Regions from separate parts of the Athene noctua genome. Here region 1 is linked to region 2. A link is a contact called in public Hi-C data. All regions are on one chromosome and are shown on one strand. Each heading gives the region's core, a stretch centred on a gene start, on an enhancer-like site or on the middle of the called end of the contact. The rest is flanking DNA. Distances are from core to core; before and after follow the strand shown. Region 1 holds the start of GATA4 (GATA binding protein 4). Region 2 holds the start of LOC141955877 (L-threonine 3-dehydrogenase, mitochondrial).

The links. Hi-C and Micro-C count contacts between places; a contact is called where the count stands out from the background.
Region 1: a Hi-C map of liver shows a contact between it and region 2, with 2.4 times the contacts expected there. The contact joins the promoter of GATA4 here to the promoter of LOC141955877 in region 2. A contact is called at or near these places in 2 of 2 Hi-C or Micro-C datasets (heart and liver).

Annotation. Positions count from the first base shown.
Region 1 is chr1:5,149,814-5,155,839 of bAthNoc1.hap1.1, forward strand. It overlaps GATA4 (GATA binding protein 4), which reads left to right and starts at 3,062. Exons shown (of 7, transcript XM_074895475.1): 1 at 3,062-3,838. The coding sequence starts at 3,313. It overlaps LOC141955879 (a long non-coding RNA gene), which reads right to left and starts at 3,596. Exons shown (of 3, transcript XR_012632791.1): 1 at 3,457-3,596; 2 at 1,705-1,861.
Region 2 is chr1:4,954,673-4,960,015 of bAthNoc1.hap1.1, forward strand. LOC141955877 (L-threonine 3-dehydrogenase, mitochondrial) reads left to right here and starts at 2,013. Exons shown (of 10, transcript XM_074895471.1): 1 at 2,013-2,097; 2 at 4,103-4,211.

The DNA.
Region 1 (6,026 bases), core at 1,812-4,311, 200 kb after region 2:
ACCTTTCCGATATTTCTCCGTGCCGTATTTATCCGCCTGTAATATTATTTCTACAGGCGCCTATAACGCCCTTCGTGCCTATATTGGTGTATTTGTCCGGATTTCGCTTTAGCCGCATTTTTACCCTCTGCCGGTGCACACACGCATCCCCTCTGGGCTGGACCCCCCTCTTTTTTTTATTTTTTTTTTTATTTATTCTTTTTTTTAATCCCCGCTCCCTCCACCTATTTCATACAGAGTTTTTTCATTTCGTGGGAGATTTTTTTTTTTTTGTCTTTCCGAGCCCCAAAAGCCGCTGCCAGTCACACCCCACCCCCCTCCCCCCAAAAAAAAATTTCCAAGGGGAAATATTTCCAAGGGGCTGTGGGAAATATTAAGGATGTGAGCGTTATTCCCGGGGAGCAGGGCGGGGGAACCCCCCCCCCCCCCCCCCACTGGGGTTGGAGCCACCTCAGGGAGAAATGAGCCCCTGGGAGAGGGGTCGGCGGGGGAAGGGGGGGTGTCTGAGCCCCCCCGTGGGCTCAGTGCCCGGTGGGACCCCACATTGCAGCGGGGTGCAGCCGGCTCTGGGCTGCACCATTAACCTTGAGACCCGGCGGCCTCTGCAGCACACGGGGAGGTGGCGGGGGGGGGAAAAAGAGATGGGTGTCCAGTTTGGTGTGGGGGGGGGACACCCCCAAACAGGTTGGGGTGGAGGGGAGGCTGTGACCACTCTGCTTGGAGCATGAAGGATTGGGGGGCAGGAGCTTGGAGAAATCCCACCTGGGCAATATCCCTAAGGACGGGGGGTGCCTCCAAAGGGCTCGGGGGGTGTCGTGTTCTGCCCCCCCCGGAAATATCCTTTATTATTTCTGTGAGCTGGGCATGGGTGTCCTCCGGGTGCGTGGGGAGGTGCGGAGCAAGGCTGCCCGGCTGGACTTTGCCTGCAGCACAGGGGCCGGCCGTGTGGCCATGCCCGGGCTGGTGGTTTGATTTTATTATTTTATTCCTTTTTTTTTTTTTTTTCACAGCAATGAAACCTGGCGCCCGGCTGATGGTGCAACAGATACCAGCCACCCCCTCTGCTTACCCCCCCCCCCCCTCCTCCTCCTTTCCTACCATCACCGCCCATTTACACGTGACGTGGGTAAACCAGTCAGCGAGTGGGACTGGGGAGTCTGGACACACTGGGGAGCCAAGGTGGGGGGAGAGACAGAACCCCACTGCCCCTAACACCCCCCGAATCAGGAGCAGGCAGGAGCCAGGCATCTCATAGCCCTCTGCCTTCCCCGAAGCGAGGGGGTGTCCTGCCCCACGGCCTTGCCCCCCCTCCACCCCTTGCCCCCCCAGCACCGAAGGTGGGTAGCGCTTCTCTGTCCCCTCGCTCCTCTTTCTCGCTGTCACGCTGGGACCCCAGAGAGTCCCTTCCCACAGGTCTCCCCTGAAAGCTTCCTCCTATTGTCTCCTTAAGCTTCAAAATTGATTTTGCTTTTTTTGGTTCATTTTTTTTTTTTATTGTCATCATTACTATTACTACAGGCAGGAGGGGAATTCACTTCTTTCTCCCCTCCTGCGATTCCGGCTCCTCTTTGGAGAGTCCTGTGGAAACATTCCATCCTAGGCCGGTTACACGCACACGAACCAACCTCTCCTCCATCCCTTGGGTTTCGGGGGGAAGCAAAGCTCCCCTAAACCCCCTTCTTCCCGTCTCGCTTCCATCCTTACCCCTTCCCAACGCTGCCTCCAGCTTCTCCCCCTTTCCTCGTTCGCCTGCCGGTCTCCCGCTGTCCTCCCGGTATCAGCCCTTATCTCCTGGTTATCTCTGCTGCTGCTAAATTCAGCCCAGCGGAGAGGTTCAGCCTGGGGAATCTGCTAGTTAAATCTAAATCAGTCCCAAGAGTTATTTCTCTGACCATAATTCCCCCCCCCCCGCCCCCCCAATCCAGCCCTTTTCCGGGTGTGAGATGGTTTTCTAGGATCCCTGCACAATCTGCAGAGAAAACGGAGTCTCGGGTAATTCCATCTCCTTCCCAGATCCTCCTTGGGAAGGGGATTTCACCCTGACCGCCCTCCAGAAGTGGTTTTTGGGGTGTCGGCATTCCAAGCCACATGCAAGGCATCCCGCGGCCTGCACCACGTGAAAAAAAACCACCCCCCCCCGCCCCAACTTCCCCCCCAACTCAAATGAGCCCAAACCAGAAACCAAAGCACCCATCGCACCCACCCAGCCCTACAGCTCTGGGAAATGCCTCCCCACCCGGACCCACGGCACCCCCAGTCCCCAGTGGGTCACCCCAGTGTGCTCCCAGCTCCCCACGATGGAAAAGCGGGGAGGGGGGGGTGTGTGTATTAAAAACACCCGGGAGGGGGCGTTTTGTGGGTGCTGGTAGGGGTCTGCTCCCCACATGCCATCACTGGCAAGTGGGCCTACAGCATTAATGGGGGGTGCAGCGGTTAATGCCCCCCCCCTCCCCTTTTAAGCACCCCCCCCTCCACGCGTGGCCTTTACGTGGTGCGGACACGTGTGGGGTGGGCGCGGGTTGGGAGGATCGAGCCAGCCTTCCTCCTCCTCCTCTTCTTTCCCCACCGCCTGCCTAATTTAATTCTCCCCACCTTCCCACCCCCCCCACCCCCCCCGGCTGCCAGCCCCACATCAAACGCCGGCCTCGGGGGCCATTAACAACTTAAAGCACCGATCGTACCTGCGGGACAAAGGTTTTTTTGCTCCAGGCCCTAGGAGAAAGCATCTCTGTCTCTCACCTTCCAGGCTGTGTACCCCCCTCTTTTCATCTCCCCCCCCCCCCCCGGGACTGCTCTAACCTCCTTATCTCCTGCATCCCCGGCCGCATCTCCCCCTGCCTCCCCCGGAGGTGTTGTTGGACGGGGCGGGGGGGGGGGGGGGAAGAAGAAAGGCGGGGAGGAGACTGACCGAGGGTTTTAAGCAGCCCAGCCCCATCGTGGAGGGGGGGGGGGGGGGGGGGGGGGGGGGCGGGAGGTGATGGATGGAGCCCGGTGGGAGAAGCTAAATCCAGGCGGGAGCTAAATCTCTCCTCCGGAGGGACCTGGACTTCTTCCTTGGGGTGTCGAAGCGGTGGCCGGACCTGCTGAAGGTGGGGGAAGGTGGGTGGTGGGGAAGGGTGGGGAGGGGGGTGGTGGAGAAAAATTGCATCTCTGGTGGTGGTTTGGTTTTGGCTGGAAGGCTGCACCCACGCGAGACCGCTCCGGCCACCGCTCACCGTAGGGGAAAGTGGAGCCTGGGGTTTTTCACCCGCTCCCCGTCGCTCTGGATTGTGGCCGGGGACCCGGCTGGGGTTTGGGGAGGCCCGTCACGAGATGTACCAGAGTTTAGCCATGGCAGCTAACCCAGGCCCTCCGGCGTACGAGGGGGCAGGTGGCTTCATGCACAGCGCGGCCGCAGCGTCCCCCGTCTATGTGCCCACCACGAGGGTCACCTCCATGCTCCCCAGCCTGCCGTACCTCCAGAGCAGCGGCTCTTCCCAGCAAGGCAGCCCCGTCTCCAGCCACTCCATCTGGACTCAACCCGGAGCCGAAAGCGCCGCTTACAACCCCGGATCTTCTCACCCTTCCGTGTCACCTCGGTTCTCCTTCTCCACCAGCACCCCCATCCCTGCCACCTCTTCCCGGGAAGCCGCGGCGGCTTACGGCAGCTCCTTGAACCTTTCTGCTAACGGGAGGGAGCAGTACAGCAGGGGGTTTGGCAGCTCCTATTCCAGCCCCTACCCGGCTTATATGAGCCCCGAAATGGCCACGACCTGGACTTCCTCGCCCTTCGACAGCCCCATGCTGCACAACCTGCAGAGCCGAGGGACGCCCGCGGCCGCCCGACACGCCAACATAGGTGAGCGCAGCCACCGCTGGGATAGGGGAGGGAGGGTTTCACCGCACACCCCCAAATTTTTGTGCCCTCACCCCTATTCGAGTAGGGCGAGGAGGCGCGAAGGGCAGGACGGAGAAATTCAGCGTATTTGGGACGCTGCTGCCAGAGCCGCTGCGAAACATGGGGGTCCCCACGGTGCTGGGGTTGTCCGCCCCCCCCCCCTCCCGCCTTGCGCATACACTTTGTCTGCAAACCCACCATTTTAAAATATCCTCACGGACCACAGTTGCTAAAAACTAAGCGTAATTTAGGATAGGCCTGAAGCAGTAAGAAATGATGTGTCGAGCTCTTGGGAAAGGGTTCGCTGGCTCCACAAATAGCTCCGAGGGGATTTAGGGGCTGCGACGGGGGTGAGCACGGTGTGCAGGACACGATGCTCCGTGGGTGTGCAGGCAGCCCCTTCCCCGGCTTGCTTTAGGTGTAAAATGGGGACAATTTATTTGGAAAATGAGGAAATCAATGTTTGGCCTGTGAATCCCAGACCTTCACTTTGGGCTATTTTATGTTATGAGGTTTTTTTAATTTTTAGAAGGGTTGGTTAGGCTAGAAAAAGGGAAAGCGAGGGGAAATTTGGTGCTGAGGGGGGAGAGATGTTGAAGAAAGAGAAAAAAAAATGCATCCACATTTCTCATCGGACTTTTGGGGGGACTCACAGGCACAGCTGAACAAACCAACCCCGTATTGCGGTGTCTCCTTGCCCCCCAAAATTTTACCCCTTATCTCTTGTGCTGATCCCGATCCCCGAGCCTTTCATTTCATTAAACGCCCCTGGGTCCTACAACCAGAAATAGGACTAAATGGCTTAAAATATTGCTTTTATATTTTGTATGTCAGAAGAGGGAGAAAGGTAGAGAGAAATGCGGGGTACATCTTTGCATCGTGGTTTCATAACTCCTGTTTTCCTCCCCGCCTTCTCTCCATGAAGGTATTTCTGTTGGCTTCGGGGTCAGGGTTAACAAAGAAAATGACTCAAATTTGTCTGCAGATACATTTTAAGATTGCGTTCTTTAACCTGAATTTCGGAGGGCAATTTTTCCATCATGTCTAGCAAAATTTGCTTTATCTTTAACATGATTTTAAGATGTTAAAGAAAGGGAAGTTGGGCGTCAGTGCAGGCTTGGCCTTGCCAATGCGTTTTGCTTTTCTTCGGGCATTATGAAATTGCTTAAAATGGGGAACAGATCATCTTTAAGGATGGTTTTGGCCAACCAGGCAATGTTTTTGGGAAGCCATGAGAAGATAGGAAGAATAGGAAAAAAGCAGGATGATGTGGATAATCAAAAAATAATTGAGTATTAACAACAAGGACATATGCACATTTGTATTTGACTACCATGCCATCTCTTCCTTGGGGGGGGAAAAAAAAAAAAAATCACCTTTTTGCTGTAGTCTCAAAAGGCCTCTTAGTAATAAAAATAGCTTAAAACCAAAATAATGCAAATGATGAATTGCAGTTGCAGAAATACCCGGCAGCTTTTGAGGTGCCAGAGATTGAGTGTAGTGATTTGGGGGTTTCAAGCCCTGCCTTGAGTAGCCGTTTGCATTGCAGGTCTCGCAGCCTGCCTTTTGGTGGCAAAAAGTGGTTTTTATCCGGGCTTTTAAATAACACCGGGAAGATGGGATGCATTGAGCCAGTCCAGAAAACATTAGTGGTAGCTAAGGAAGGAGGAAGGAGATGGGACCCTTTTCCATCACCAGGTCCTGATTCGGGTGAGGGATTCACAATATCGCCGAGGGCATTGCCGAGGGCACTGCAGGAGAAACCATGGGATTGATTTTAGTGTGGGTTTAATTATGTCTCTGCCTTGAGTGTGAAAAAAGCACTTGGGTTTTATATAAAAAGTGGTTGGTTTTGGCTAAAAAAAAAAAAAAAAAAAAAAGAAACAAGAAACCACCTGAAACTGAAATCCAGGAATATTAAATCCAGGAATAAAATGGATTTTTCAGAAGGCAGCTCCCCCGGTAAGTAGATTAAGGTCCAGACCTGCCCTTTTCCCTCTTCTCCCGAGTGGGAACGTGGCCGCTGTCGGGCTGCTCCCAGCCGGGTCCCTCTCGACACCAGGGCGATGCTTTGCCCAAGCTGTGGGTATCGAGGGGGTTGTGTGAAGCATGTCAAGGTTAGATGGTCATTTCAAGGTGGTTTTTTTTC
Region 2 (5,343 bases), core at 763-3,262:
GTGTCCCTACTCAAGGGGAAATCCTGGCATGTAGCCTGCTGCCGTGCAGGAGAGCTCAACAGGCCCTGGGCTCTCCACTATTTATGGAGTAAGATCATTGACTTACAGTCATATTTACTTACCGACTACAGGTGTTAGTTTCTTCCAAGTTTGGGTTGAGTCAGACACTGACCAGCACTGTGGTTAGGTGGGCAGATTGTTCAAATAAACCGTTGGCTATTGTGTTGTTATCTGTCTCCCCCAAATCCATTTGGAGTCGCATGAGGCCATCATGACCAGACATATCCATTACAATCACCACCAGTGGGAAATACAGGACAGGCTGGGAGAATGGGGGGACCACACTGCCACAATGTCACCTTTAAACATATCTTTTTGAAACATCACCTATCTTTTTGGAAGGTTGTTGTATTTCACGGCATTTCGGGGATTAGTCTTCCCATCATTTGGGGATTAGTGTTTCCATCTTGCCTAATTTCTGCCCATAAACATGTCTTAAACTGTTATAGTGGGGAAGGGGGGAGATAAAACACCTTCCAGCTTTCGCTTTTCTGTCTTCATGTAGAAAGGCAAATGTCTAATCCTTTATTTATTTCTGAAGTCTTGCCATCAGTGTTCTGCCATTAATTATCACAAAGGATAGTTACCATGTTCTTAGAGGACATTCCCCTTCTAACTTCTTCATGATGGAGCTCCTGATTTTTTATTTTTTTTTTTTAATACTCAAAAGCCTTTCTGGCATTTTAACTCTAATAAATGAACTTACTCTTGAACATCTGTATGAATTCCTGCTTGGAGGTAGAAGAATTTTCCATCTGCACGCTGATCATCGAAGACTCTTATTCCTAAGTACACAAACCCTGCAGAACATGTCCATTTGCTACACCCTCCTCAACAGCTGTTGAATTGAAAGGTTTTCTTTGGCAAAATATGCAGGTTGCTGGTCCTTCCTCTCGCCCCGTGGGATCATCAACAGCAGCACTCATCCTGCTCAAGGAGTTGAGCAACAGGCTGCCCAATCCCCAAGAGAAGTTGCTTCACCGTTATCTTGAATTAGTCCTGCCCTTCCCGCAGCCACACAGGCTTTGCGCCGTTCTTACCTCGCAGCCCAACGGAGGATGCTTTGCTCTTAGAAATGACATTGAGGTGCTGGCGTGTCCAAAGAAGAGCAACGGAGCTGGTGCAGGGTCTGGAGCACAAGTCTTGTGAGGAGCAACTGAGGGAACTGGGGGGGTTTAGTCTGGAGAAAAGGAGGCTCAGGGGAGATCTTATTGCCCTCTACAGCTACCTGAAAGGAGGGTGCAGAGAGGGAGGTGTTGGTCTCTTCTCGCAAGTAACAAGCGATAGGATGAGAGGAAACGGCCTCAAGTTGCGCCAGGGGAGGTTTAGATTGGATATTGGGAAAAAATTCTTCCCCCAAAGGGTTGTTGAGGGTTGGAACAGGCTGCCCAGGGTTGATTCCCCATCCCTGGAGGGGTTTAACAGACGTGTAGACGTGGCGCTTAGGGACAGGGTTTAGTGGTGGCCTCGGCAATGTTTACAGTTGGACTTGATGATCTTGAGGGTCTTTTCCAACCTAAACGATCCTGAGAGTCTAAATACTATTTTCGGTGGCATTTGCAAAGGGGCCACCAACGGCTCCCCTGGCCTCAGACCCCGGCACCGCCGCACGTCCCCAGTTTCTCTCCGCAGTCGTGGCCTCAGCCAGCGCCGTGACGTCGCCCCGCTGGCCGCTGACCTCACGTCTCGGGGCACCTCCAGGATCTGCGCTGCCCCGCTGCCCCCCCGGTGCCACCGCGCCCAAGGAGGCCCCGTCCATTGCTCCCCCCGGCCTGCGGGAGGGCCGCTCCCCTCACCCCACAGACGCGCCGCCGGGGGCACGGCGTCACGTTTGCGTGACTCTGACGTCACGGCTGCGTGGCTATGGCGTCACACCGCCCCCCCCCCCTTCCTCCCTGCCCCGTCAATCTCCTCCCAGGCGGGCGGTGACGGCCTGGCCCCAGCCCCGCCCCCCCGCAGCCTCTGTGGGCGCGGCGCCGGGCGAGCGGCACCGGGAGCCGGCGGCGGGCAGCGGCGGGAGCTCGGCGGGGGCCGCGGGTGAGCGCGGGGCCGGGCCGCGGGGGGCTGCGGGGGGCCGCCGGGGGCTGCGGGGCCGCCCCGCCCGGCTCCGCTCCCCGGCCCGTGGCCGAATGAATGAGGCGGGGGATGGGTTCGGACGCTGCCGCCCATCGGCCGCTCGGCTGAGGGGGCGCCGCTTCCCGCCCTCCATCGCCTCATCTCCGGGGGTGGCGGGGGGGAGGACCGGGGCCTGCCGGCGGAGGGAGCCGCCTTCCCCCCGCCGCCTCGGCGGCTCCTCCCGGGGCGGCGGCGGCGGGGTGGATGCGAGCGGCGCGTTGGGCTTCGAGCCTTTCCTCGGCCCTTTCCCTCACCAGAGACCTGGGCTGAGCTTAGAGATCTTCGTGCGCCTAACTCACTCCGGCCTAATTCGCTCCAGCCTCTTTGCTTCATTTCTAGAGGCCCGGCGTAAAGTAGATCTTTCCTTATCCGCTCCAGGAGCGTCACGCTGTTCGGTAGCATGGCTATAATCTGACTCCTTTTTATTTTTTTCTTTTTTTTTTTCTTTTTTTGGTTGCTGAGGTCAGATTTCCACTCGTCCCCTCGGCGTTTCAGGCTGACGTCTTTTCTTGGCGGGCTTTGCGACCGGGCCAGCGTCGTGCGTCACCTCTGACAAACGAGCCGCAGCGGTTGTGCGTGCGTGTGTGTGTGTCTCAAGGTTATTTTAGCAGAAATTCGCCAACAGCTGCCAGTTGGAGGGAACAGCGACAGCCCGGCCACCCCTCTGCCCTGCCCTGGCACATCCACCATGTCAGGGGACACAGGGAGGGACACCGAGTCCCCTTACCCCAGCTTGGGGCTCTCCAAAATTCCAGAAGGGAACATGTGATGGCTTTGGTCTGTCCAGCCATCCCGGCTGCCTTCATTGTTGGGTGAGCTGAGAGTATCCCCTAGTTGTTGCAGCTCGAGCGCTCCCAAATGCAGTGATCCGATGGACTTTCCAGTTGGCAGCAGTTGGGTGCCAGGGAGTGAGGCTTTCCCGTGGGACACAGGCAAGGTGGCATGTGCTTCGTCTTCTGGATGCCTGAGGCGGGCAGTAACTTTCCACTCGAGCTCTTAATACAGTTGGAAAAAAGTAGAGGAGCTTGCCAGTGCGTAAACCCTTCTTCAGGTCTGAAGCAGAAACTCTGTGGTTTTGGAGGCAAACGTGAGTTGAGAACGATAGCTTGGAGTTTAGTGCGTTGGTGTCGCCCACATGCCCGAGGATGTTGGCTGTTTTGAAAGTACTAGTGGTTGGGAGTCTGTGAGATCCTGTGCCCTAGGGAATATCTTGACTTTTCTTTGGAAGAAGCAAGTTTTGGATGACTTTGGGTAGTCGTGTGGAGGAGCATCCCGTGGCATCTCGGCAGCCCCCAGAAATGCTGTGGGAGATTTGGGGTTTGGTTCTGACCTCTCCTTCCTCCCTCTTTCCCATTTTCTTTGAAACTTACTGTTGTGGGATTTTTCCAGAGCAAACCCATGAGTTTCTTATCTTTCTTATCACCGTAATGTTCTATTAATAACTAATACATAAGAAACAACTAGGTTCTATAAACATGTTTTTGTCTTTTATATGAGCAACAGGTGCTTGCTGCTTATATATCACTTTGGAAATCTTGCAAAGGAACAGCAGCTGGCAGTTAACTTGTTAAATGCCATTTTATGAGTCTTTTTTTTCCCTTCTTTTCCCTCTCCCCATTCTTTAATCTTTTTACAAAACTCAGAAATTTCCTGCTATCCAAGGGAGATTTTTTTGCTTTACATTTGAACATGACTTTACACTAATCCTTTGCACTACAACCAGTTAGTTTAAAACCCGTCCTTCAGAGACGACTCTAGGTTGTATGGTTCTGTTAATTAAAGCTGGTTGCGTAGCTTCAGAGTGTTCTGCCTATCACAAAGTTACAGACATTTCAAAATCAAGCAAATGTGAACAAAGTGATATCCCTGGCTGCTGCTGCTCTCACGCGCACGCTTTTTTTTTTTTTTTTTTTTTTTTTTTTTTAAGGTGTGGGACAACTACTTTCTGGCAGGTTTTGATTGGCTTTCAAAAGAGGCAGTGTCCTATAAATTGCCATCTCAGCTCTGCTTCTGCTTTATCACCAGCTGAGGGACAGGTGAGTACAGAAGAGGAAAAAAATCCAGCCTGCATTGCTTAATCCTTGAAATTAGCATTGGTTGTTAATTTAAATTAGTGGGGTGGGGGAAATAACTTCCATGTTTTGGGATAAAACTTCTTCATTTTACTTCATCTAGAAAACCAACCAGCTAGTTTGTAATATCAGTTTGGGTCGATGAGTAAAACCAGTGACTGGGAAACTAGTCTTCCGGAAGGTAATATGGGGGGGGAATTGAAATATTTTTTTTTTTCTCTCCAGTTCCTAATGGTGTGGAGGTTTTCCTCTTTGGGTTAGTAAGAAGGAGAAACCTACCAAAAAACTGAAGGTTTTTTACATCAGTTAAATGAATACTTTTTGTCTTTATAGCTGTTCATAACTCCTTGAAGTTGTTTAAAATGAAAAACTCTGACCTAGCAGAATAACCTTTTCTGTCCAAGTTGCTTTTGTGAGTTAATGACTGTGTTGGGGCTATGTTTATCTCATCGTTGGTTTGGGGAAGTGTTTTTAAGGCGTACTATTAATTTCTTTACATATCTGTACATTTGTTGGCCACTTTGGAATTGTAATAGTTAGTTACACCATTTTTCCCCCTCTGCTTCATATCAGAAATAAATGCATGTTACAGGTGGGATTTTTGCATGCAGCTGAGCTACTCAGTGAGCTAGAGGTTTTTCAGTGTCTGGTATAAAATGTGTTTACTGTTCTTTTTAGTCAGACTAGACTTGCAAGGAATTTCTCAGCTTAAGCCTGTGTGGTTTCACTCCCGGTGTGTGTGGAGAAACCAGTCCAGTAGGTGGGAAACCAATTTGATCCTAGCATGGCGTTTTTAGTAGCAACTAACTTTAGTTTGTACTTTCTTTATAGAACTCAAAATGCCTTTTCAGGTACTTTAAAGGGGAAATTTTCTGCAACAGAGAGCGGTGAGTCTCTCTGAGTGCTGTAAGAGTTGTTTATTATCCCATTCTGAAACAAGAAGGGATTATCATGGCTCTTCAAGGGGCTAACACTGTTCTTTAACACTCTTAGATTGGTTTCCTAGGGAGAAACAGGTTTTATGAGATTGAATTTTCTGGATATGTCAGCCTGCTGCCTTCTTCCCCTGCACACTAACTATTTTTGCACTTATTGG